Linked DNA regions of Sus scrofa: region 1 is linked to region 2. The links are chromatin contacts, called in public HiChIP or PLAC-seq maps. All regions are on one chromosome and are shown on one strand. The core of a region is the stretch at or near the end of the contact, and the rest is flanking DNA. Distances in the headings are between cores, read along the strand shown.

Region 1 (4,440 bases), core at 283-2,782, 260 kb before region 2:
TGAACAGAATTTTGTTCAGAAATTGGATTTCATTTTAGAAGATATGCTTCTAAGGACAAAGTATATTTTATGAATTATCTAGAGCATAAAAACCACAATTATTCATTTTTAGTTTTTAAGAAAAATTATTATAATTCAGTGCAAAATATTTGCCAATGGAAATGCAACAGTTTTTATTTACCTAACTTGTTACTTCACACTGCAGTATAGAATTAATTTTATAAAGGCAAAATTTTGATGTACTATGAAATTAGCAACACGGTTTAATTCAAAAAGTCAAAAAAGATTTATAGAATAATATTTTCAATTCCAACAGAATTTTGTTGGGTTTTAATTTTTCCACAGAGCACTGAAATAAATAAAATTTTTTAGGCTTTGCATTAAAGATGTTTTAAAAAGTTTCAAGTATTTTACAGAAAGAGATTTTGGACAATACTGAAATTTTTTCCTAAAAACAGCTATTTTAAGGTTTGTTTTACTTCATTGTAGAAAGTCTAGAAGACTTTTCTTTTTCTCCAAAATCTCATTTTCACCTGAAATAATTGTATTCAGGTTTTCTCAGCAGGTAAAATATGCATTCTTACAAGGTTTCAAATTTCAGAATTCCAATAATGCATTTCAACTGAGCACCCACCGAATTGTGTTCTGTGTGTGTGTGTGTGTGTGTGTGTTATCTTGCAGTTCTGTTATTTACAATCAATTTTAGGCTTCTTAGCTCCCCAGAAATACCTCAGTGAACCCTCAACAGTTGCTAGCCACTTAATAATTGTGAACCGGCCAGCCCCATCAAGTAGATCGTTAACCACAAAAGTGCCTGACAATTTCCAAATCATATTCTCTGTCCAAAAGGAAGAGATAGGGCTTGGTGAGGCCGAAAGGAAGCGAAGGACAACAAAACAAATGCAGTTCATGCTGAAAGTGAAAAGTGCTTTGGACAGATTAGTATTTTCTTTTCTACAAGGCGTCCTGCCAATTTTTTTTTTTTAATAGAGAAGAGTTATTTTTTTGGTCTGATTTTTCAGTTTCTTGGAAAGTGTCGCTTTTACCCTCCCTACAGACCTTCATAATTACTGTTGGTTGTTCTGTTTTTCCCATCCGTTTGCATCATAGACTGCCGATACCCCCACCTCACTCTGTCAAAACCCCAACTCCGGGCGACCCTGGATTTGGTAACTCCACCGACTCCCGACGACACATTCCACTCTCCCTCTCACGCCTTTTATTTTAGTCGCAAGATCCCCACTCCAGTGGCAGTGAAAGCCGGAAATTTTCATTTAACTCCCCCCCTCCCTTCTTCGCCCCCTACTCGGAGCGGAGAGCTAGGGGGCCAGGAGGTTCCGAGCACAGCCGGGTCTCGGCCGCCTCCCCTCTCTCCGGAAGGCTTTAATTTGCACACTTGCTTGCCACTGCGCGGCGAGCCCCCAACCTAGCTGCGGCGGGGAGGGTCTCGGCGGAGTCGGCCTCCCGGCCCCCCAGCCCCGCCCCGCTGCCTCCGCCGCCTCCCCAACTCGGGCCCCTAGCGCGGGCCGGAGCCCCGCGGCCCCCGTCCGCCCCCAGCGAGCGGCGCGGGCGGCGCCCTCCGCCGTCCCTCCGCCCTCCGCCGCAGTGCCCACCCCCTCGCCGGAGAGAGGGCTGGTGACTTCTTCCTCCGAGCCGAGTTACCTGCTCCGCGCCGCGGTGGACACGTGCGAAGGTCGTACTGACACCCGCAGCCCCCTCGCGAAGCCCGAAGCGGCGAGGCCCATCAGGTGAGGAGCTGTGCTCTCGGGTGGGTGGGCTGCTGGGTGGGGGGTCCCCAGGGGAGATTTCGGGGCTTGGCGGGGGTCCGAAGCGAGGGTGGGTAGGGGCGACGGGTGCGGAGGAGGGGTGGTAGGTTTTCGGAATCCACTTTAGTTAACCCCTTACAACCCGAGGCGGACTTGTTACGGGGGCCAGTTTGGGGGCGCAAAAGTTTCTCCTAATCTGGCTAAGAGGGGTATATCCCACACGAGGGACACCCCCCTAACGCCGAGATCCTGTGCTTGATCCCGCATAGCCTTGCGCACAAACACCCACACAAACACTTCTTATCCGGTTTCTTCAAACGGAACTCAAACTCCACCTGGAAACTCACATAATAACCCACATTTAGGATTTAAAGTGCATGCTTTTGGAGACTCGATGCGGGGGGATGTTTGGGTGCCCTATATTTATTTCACCACGAAAGCTCGCCCTCCATCTCGCTGACCCTGTGGGTGGGGGCTTCACCTTTCCCACCGTGAGATAAATGTTAACGCAGACTTTTTGCTGGCAACCACTGCGGGCGTTTAGGCACATTTAGAGGAGTGCACGCAGGCGCCCGGCGCCCGGGCTGGGAGCCCCGCAATGATGCACGCTTGCTTTGGTTTCCCAATTTACTCTCCTAATTTAAAATATTGAAGTTAAAATGCACGCCCCGGGTGAGCACCTTCGGGCCCAGCACTGCGCCGGTCATTGTGCACGTGGGAGCATCTGCGTGTGCGCACACGCGGGAGTCGTGGTCCCCGGTGCGGCCTCTTGTCGCTGCGCTGGTGGCGACCCTTGCGGTGCTTGGCAGGCTTGGAGAGAGGCACATGAAGGATTTCATTGAGTGTGAAGACAGAGAGCAGAGACAGAAAGCAGAAGGAGGCGGCTGCAGCCTTTGTAGTCGCGGAGGAATGCGGAAATGTTGAAGCACTATGTCAAACTATTTTGAAATGGGGTCAAGTCACATTCAGCCAGCGTGGGAAAGCAACAACAACAACAAAAAAAAGTGGAGGAGAGCGGGGGGGAAAGGCACTGCTGCTCCCGTTTCTCTCCGCCGGAGCCGACCGTCCGGAGAGCGAGGGGGGAGAGCGGAGGCGGGCGGTGCGGGGCCAGGCGGGGGCAGCGGGCTCAGTTCCCTGCGGGGGTGGGACGTCCCCGACGCTTCCTTCGCTGCTGAGCGGCGGGCAGGACTGGGGCGGGGAGGGGGGCCACGGGAGGGGCGGGCCGCTCAGTCTGCGGCTGCTCCTGCGCTACCTGTGTGGCCCTTGTCCTGGCTCAGACCGCGGTGCTGGCTCTGGGGGCTTGTTCCTCGGCTCCCCCCAGGCTTCGCCTTCACCTTTTAAGGAGAGTTTTGAGTAGAGTGAGTGTGAAGGACTCTGTCTTCGCTGCTGTTCCCTCCGCCTGCATACTGTGGGGGTTGTAGAGTTTGTTTCTTTAATTCCTGGCAGAAGGCAAGGGCGCCAGCGGTGGCGGGGCAGGTAATTCCGAGGTGCCCCGGGAATTTCGGACACGCGGCGGGAGTGTCGAATGTCCGGCCGAGGCCAAAACAGCAGTGGGGAGGAGGTTCCCTAGGCCCTGGATGGCAGCTCAAGGGGAAGGAAACCCCCCCTTTTGTTGTGGGGATTCCGGGGGGCCACTGGCTGCTGACTCGACCCGGCCTTGAGCCGAAAGGGGAATGGAGCAGCCACCTCTGCTACCTACGTTGGGGGCGACCCTGGGAATGGGGAAGGGTTCGCGAGTCCTGGCCGAAGGGTGCAGCCTCTTCTCACTTTGCTCTGGAGGCTCAGCACTTACCACCCCCCCTTTTAAGGGGGGGTCTAAGTTTTGCTCAGGTTTCAGTCGGTTGAAAATTTCAAGGCGAGTCACGGTTATGCTGCCTTCCTTCTGGAGTTGTTCTCCAAGGAGACGATAAGCAAAGTGCTGCAAACACCTCTTTCTCCCACTCTTAGGGTCTCCTGGGCTACTCCCCTTTCGGGGCCCCATCCCTCACCCACCCCCAAGTAGCGGGAGCCCCAGCCCTCCCCGACCTGATGGGTTTCCACCGGGGAGGTCCTCCGAGTCAGAGGAAGAATTCTCTTTCCAACCAGTCTCCTTTGCCCCAAAAAGACCATTTGTGTGTGCTAGTGGTTTTTAAATATCTCTTCGTCGAAAAACTGAAAGTAGAAAGAAAGGAAACAATTTCGGAACAGATGTCTGACCACCCCTTCTCGCACACTCCCAGCATCGGGTTACAGGGTCCGGGGAGCCCCCACCCACATTCTGCGGCCCCACACGGGTGGACTCGCGGTCTCTGCACGCCAGGTTCTCCACGACCCCTAAACGTCCCACGACACCCCAGGAGCCCCTTTCCCTGTACGTCCAGGCCTGGGCAGGCGGAGAGGGTAGCAGCGCAACACAATGATATAGGAATAAATATTAAGCCGTGACATTGACGTGCCCGGCGCCTCCCCTCCCCCGCGCTCCCGGCACACTCTGGGCTGCTCGGCACGCCCCCTCTCGTTCCACTGCGTCCTGCGCCCCGCGCTCATCCCCGAGGGGCCCCTGCAACCTCTCGGCGCGAAGACGGCTCCAGCTCAGCAGGGAAAGAAAAGTAACTTCGCTTTTCTCGAAGGAACCAGGAAGGATTAAGCGGCCTGGGAGAGGGCAGGAGCTCGCGGAGGGTAGCGATGGGGGCTT
Region 2 (4,741 bases), core at 1,676-4,175:
TGGCCTGGCACAATGGGCTAAGGATCATTTCTGCAGCTGTGGCATGGATCACAACTGCTGTTCAGATCCCTGGGCCAGGAAATACACATATCACAGGGTGGCCAAGACAGAAAAAAAAAAAGGAAAGAAGGGGATACTGTGAAAAATAAAATTCCTGTGCCCCCCAGCTTACAAATACTATTTGAAGTAACCAACCCTAGAGGTGTAGAGTGTAAACTTTTCAGAAATTTTCCTTGACATACCATACATATAAATATGTAATAAGCTGAACCATATGAAATCATCATTCTTGGAAGTTTGGAATGTCCTTCCCTTTCAGTTCTTCTGAGGGAAGTCTGTCCACCTTCACAGTCTGCCTGTAATGCCACTTCTCTGTTCTCCCTGCCCCAGCAAAGGCAGTGTTTGTAAGGAAACCACATACTTTCAAGTTGACACACCTGCATTTGAATCCCCATCACCTCCACTTGCTAGCTCTGGAAACTGAGGCAAATTACCTGGCTTCTCTTAGCCTCAGTTTTTCTCATCTGAAAAATGGAATGTAATCATTTGGTTCTGCCTAGAATATTGGGGAGGGTGTGGAGGTCCATAGCTAGAAGGAAAGTTTGTTTATTAGCAGATCAGGCTTGTATAGAGCTTATATAAAGCATTCTTTAATCTTAAGTCACTGTGAGTTATACCCTGAGAAGGCCAAGACTGACCCAGTCTTTATAGAATCCACTCAGATGAGCTTCCAATAGCTTTGGGTTTCTTTTTCATCATTTCTACAGGTTATTTTCCCATTTCTCTGTCCCCCCCATGGGATCCGTGCTCCATCGAGGAAGGGATGTGTACATTGCCAGAGGGAGAGATATTTACAGAAAATACAAACCTTTCTGTTGACCTATAGCACTATTATATTTTTTAAAATCTCTGTACTCTGTATAACCAGCCAATGGAAGTGAAAGGTAAGAAGCCAAGGAGCTTAAGAGGAAAACTATATTCTCCCACAGAGAATGCTTATGCTGAAGTGTTGGAAATAATATCTGTAAAGTTCCTGGAATATTAACAACATTATAAATGAGCCATTAAAAAACCTTAATATTCACAGATTCTCCTCTTCCTCTTGTGTATAACAAAGAGAAGCCTGTCTTTGGCTGAAGAATCCCCAACTTAAGTCAAGGGTGATGGAGGAGGAGGAAGATAAATGAAAGCTTAGAGGCTCAATTTACAGTAAAAAGCAGAGTGGGTTACTAAGGAGAATGAATTTTCAGTGGGAATAGAACCGCCAACGGCTACATCTGAGAGTCTGGGAAAATTCCAAGAGATAAAACAGGAGCTGACATCATCTGTTGTGCAATGCAGCATGAGGGAGGGAGGGAGACAGAAATTGGGAAAGATGATTTTAAAGAGTTTTCTTATATTTGAATATAAGCCCATATTGCCATTTTCCAGGATCTGGAAAAAAAATCCAAATGGATCAATTATTTTCTTTTTTCTTTTTCTTTTTTTTTTTTTGTCTTTTTGTTATTTCTTTGGGCCGCTCCCTCAGCATATGGAGATTCCCAGGCTAGGGGTCTAATGAGAGCCGTAGCCACCAGCCTACACCAGAGCCACAGCAATACGGGATCCAAGCCGCGTCTGCAACCTACACCACAGCTCACGGCAACGCCGGATCGTTAACCCACTGAGCAAGGGCAGGGACCGAACCCGCAACCTCATGGTTCCTAGTCGGATTCGTTAACCACTGCGCCACGACGGGAACTCCTGGATCAATTATTTTCTGATGACATTGTGCTGAGATAGGCCCAGCTTTATCCAGCTCCATTAATAATAAATATAATGACAATTTCTCTGGAGCCCAGAACATCTCCCTTGAAGTTTTAGTATTGTGCTGACATTATTATGACGTGTCATGCAGTAAAATTGGCCCTGAGTGCATCTATCTCCCTTACCAGTTTATAAACAGGCCCTTTGAAGGTAGGACTTATGTCTTAATCAGCTTTGTGTCTTGCGCTACATCCAGCTTCCAGTCACTGTTAATGAATTACCAAGTAAAAGTTCAAAAATTAGTGTGAGGAGTTCCCCTCCTGGCTCAGCAGAAAGGAATCTGACTGGTATCCATGAGAAAGCAGGTTCCATCCCTGGCCTCGCTCAGGTGGGTTAGGGTTCCAGCATTGCCATGAGCTGTCTGGTGCAGGTTGCAGACACCGCTTGGATCTGGGGTGTTGCTTTGGCATAGGCCTGGGGCTACAGCTCCAATTCAATCCCTAGCCTGGGAACCTCCATATGCCGCAGGTGCGGTGCTAAAAAGGAAAAAAAAGAAAAATGTGTGAAATGAATGCATGAATGATGGATAAATGGAAGTGAATTTAAATTTTTTTTTTTTTTTTTTTTTTTTTTTTTTAGTTTAGGGCTGCGCCTGCAGCATATGGAAGTTCCCAGGCTAGGGGTCGAATGGGAGCTGCAGCTGCTGGCCTACACCACAGCCACAGCAACCCTGGATCCTTAACCCACTGTGGGAGGCCAGGGATTGAACCCACGTCCTCATGGATACTAGCGGGGTTTGCTACCGCTGAGCCACTACGAGAACACCTAAAAGGCAATTTCTTTAGCAATGTGTACGACAGCACTGTCTTCTGGCCCACAACCTGATGGGCTCTGTGAGGGGTCCTGGTCCTCATTTTATCCCCAATATATGCACTATGCTAAGCACATAATAAGCGTTGGAGTAATTATTATATCCCCTCGAATGAGGATTTAAATGCACCAGGAATAGAAGAAGGCAAAGCAATCTAAGGCCAAATGGAAGTGAGCTGCCTTGGCGAGGCTGCTGTACCGGGTGAATGGTACAGAACAGGAATCCCCAGAAAACCCCTGGGAACCGCGGGTAAGCGGGGGCGCCCGTCTCTCCTCCGCGGCGGTAGGTGGCGCTGTGGCCAGACGCGGCCCCCAGGTCCTCGCGGTGCCGCTCTCCGGACCGGGTGGGGAGTTGGCGGAGGGACCTGCGTCCGGCCCGCTTCGGCATCCTTTCTGGCCTGCTGTCTCTCCTTGGCTGCCTGTGCGCTCGGTTCGGCACCATGGGAAAGCGGGACAATCGGGTGGTGAGTACTCTGTTGGGGAAACAATGAGGCGACACAGGGCCCGGCGGCAGAAGCACGGGACCCCTCGCTCTTCCCAACTGGGCCTGAGAGCGGCGGCGCTCGGACCTCGGGCGGGGAGACCCAGCTCCCTCCACCCGCACCGGCCCGAGACGCGCGTGCGCCGCGCACGCAGTTGGCGCCTTTGGGCCCCCTGTGCCCTTTCCTTTTCTTTCTTGTCTCTTTTTACTCTACGCCCCGTTTGCCCGGCCGCATCTTCTGGCAGTGCTCTCCAGCATCCTTCCTTCCCGGACTCGGGTCAGCAGTGCCCAGTTTCTAGAGCCGCGAGGGTACCCTGTTCCTTCCTATAAATGAGTCCAAAGTCGGAGGCCCTTGGAGACACCAGAACTTGCTCCCTTGGCCTCCACCGGGATCGCTCACCCTATCTCCGCGCCATTCTCGTGTGCATCCAGGTGGGATGGAGGCGCAGAGGTCTTAGACTTGGCCCCTACGCGGGGGCGGTGCGGGAACCTGCACCGAGCCCAGTTCGAGCGGCAGGCAGGCTCCCGTTGGAGAACCAGGATCGAAACGTTTGGCTTCGTGCCCCAGCGCCCTGCTAGGCCCTGTGTGGGAATGAATGGCATGACTCTGGAATCAGGCACAGACTGGTATGTCAGGTTTAGTCCCTCGTGAGTTGGGTGACCTAGGATAAAGTTGCTTTTCTTCTCTGAGTCTTAGTTTCTTCATATTAAGAGGGGATCATTGCTGTTCATAATTTTGCAGAATAGTGGAGACTGCAAAAGGCAAGGTGGCCAGGAAAGTGCTTGGCGTGAAAGTTCTTAGTGTAGCAAATGAGATAAAAGATACACAGAAATAACTGATGGCAGAAGTAAGAAATCCTATCTGATGGAGATTCGAAGTTCAGAGGGCGTTTTGTCAGGCGCAGGTAGGAGAAAGGGATTCTAGATGATAGACTACTTGGTTTGGAATGTCCAGGTTATGAATCAGATTGGATGGGCTGTAAACATAAGAGATTAGCAGTAAGCTTAGGTTGCAGCCCTATACTTCTTAGGCTTGGCTGTGATAGAGTTTTAAACCACTGAGCAGCAAGACCAGATTGGAAGCCCACCTGTGACCTGCGTCGCAGCTTGCAGCAATGTTGGATCTTTAACCCACTGAGCAAAGCCAGGGATGAAACTCGCACCCTCATGGGATACTACTTGGGTTCTTAATCTGCTGAGCCACAACAGGAACTTCAGGGAGCTTTCCTTTTATGAAATACTTCCTATCTTCAAAATGTTTGTTTTAATTTTATAATTTTTATTATATTCCTCATAATCAAGGATGTCTAGGAAGCACAGTGGTGAACTTTAACTACAAGGTTGAGGAATGTTTTTTTCTACTCTTCCTGGCTGTAGGTCAGACCTTAATGGTGTTTTGAAATGGTCTGCTGGAGCTTAAGATGTTAAGTTTTAATGACCTTAGGCCTTAAGTGTTTAAAAATCAATGGACTTTGGGTACAGTTTTCATGCAGAGGCCTAAGATGTTTTGTTTTGCTGGCAAAAAGTGTTGGTTTAAACATCCTTTTAAAAAACATTTGAAAAACTTCAAATTAGCTTTATGTGTTAGAGCATTTTGATAATAACTGGGCGGCTCTGTCGCTCTACTTATTACTTGCTGTGTTG

Evidence for each region. HiChIP or PLAC-seq counts read pairs in DNA pulled down with a chosen protein or histone mark.
Region 1: an H3K27ac HiChIP or PLAC-seq map of alveolar macrophages shows a contact between it and region 2, with 12 times the contacts expected there. The contact joins the promoter of CDK6 here to the promoter of FAM133B in region 2. A contact is called at or near these places in 2 of 5 promoter capture datasets (fetal liver and liver), 2 of 47 Hi-C or Micro-C datasets (embryonic fibroblasts and mesenteric adipose tissue) and 2 of 2 datasets of contacts at active chromatin or transcription factors (alveolar macrophages and skeletal muscle).

The regions. Positions count from the first base shown.
Region 1 is chr9:72,762,723-72,767,162 of Sscrofa11.1, reverse strand. It overlaps CDK6 (a long non-coding RNA gene), which reads left to right and starts at 1,532. Exons shown (of 8, transcript XR_002347034.1): 1 at 1,532-1,748. LOC102161391 (a long non-coding RNA gene) reads left to right here. Exons shown (of 3, transcript XR_002347038.1): 3 at 1-341.
Region 2 is chr9:72,502,006-72,506,746 of Sscrofa11.1, reverse strand. FAM133B (protein FAM133B) reads left to right here and starts at 2,925. Exons shown (of 11, transcript XM_005667601.3): 1 at 2,925-3,080. The coding sequence starts at 3,057.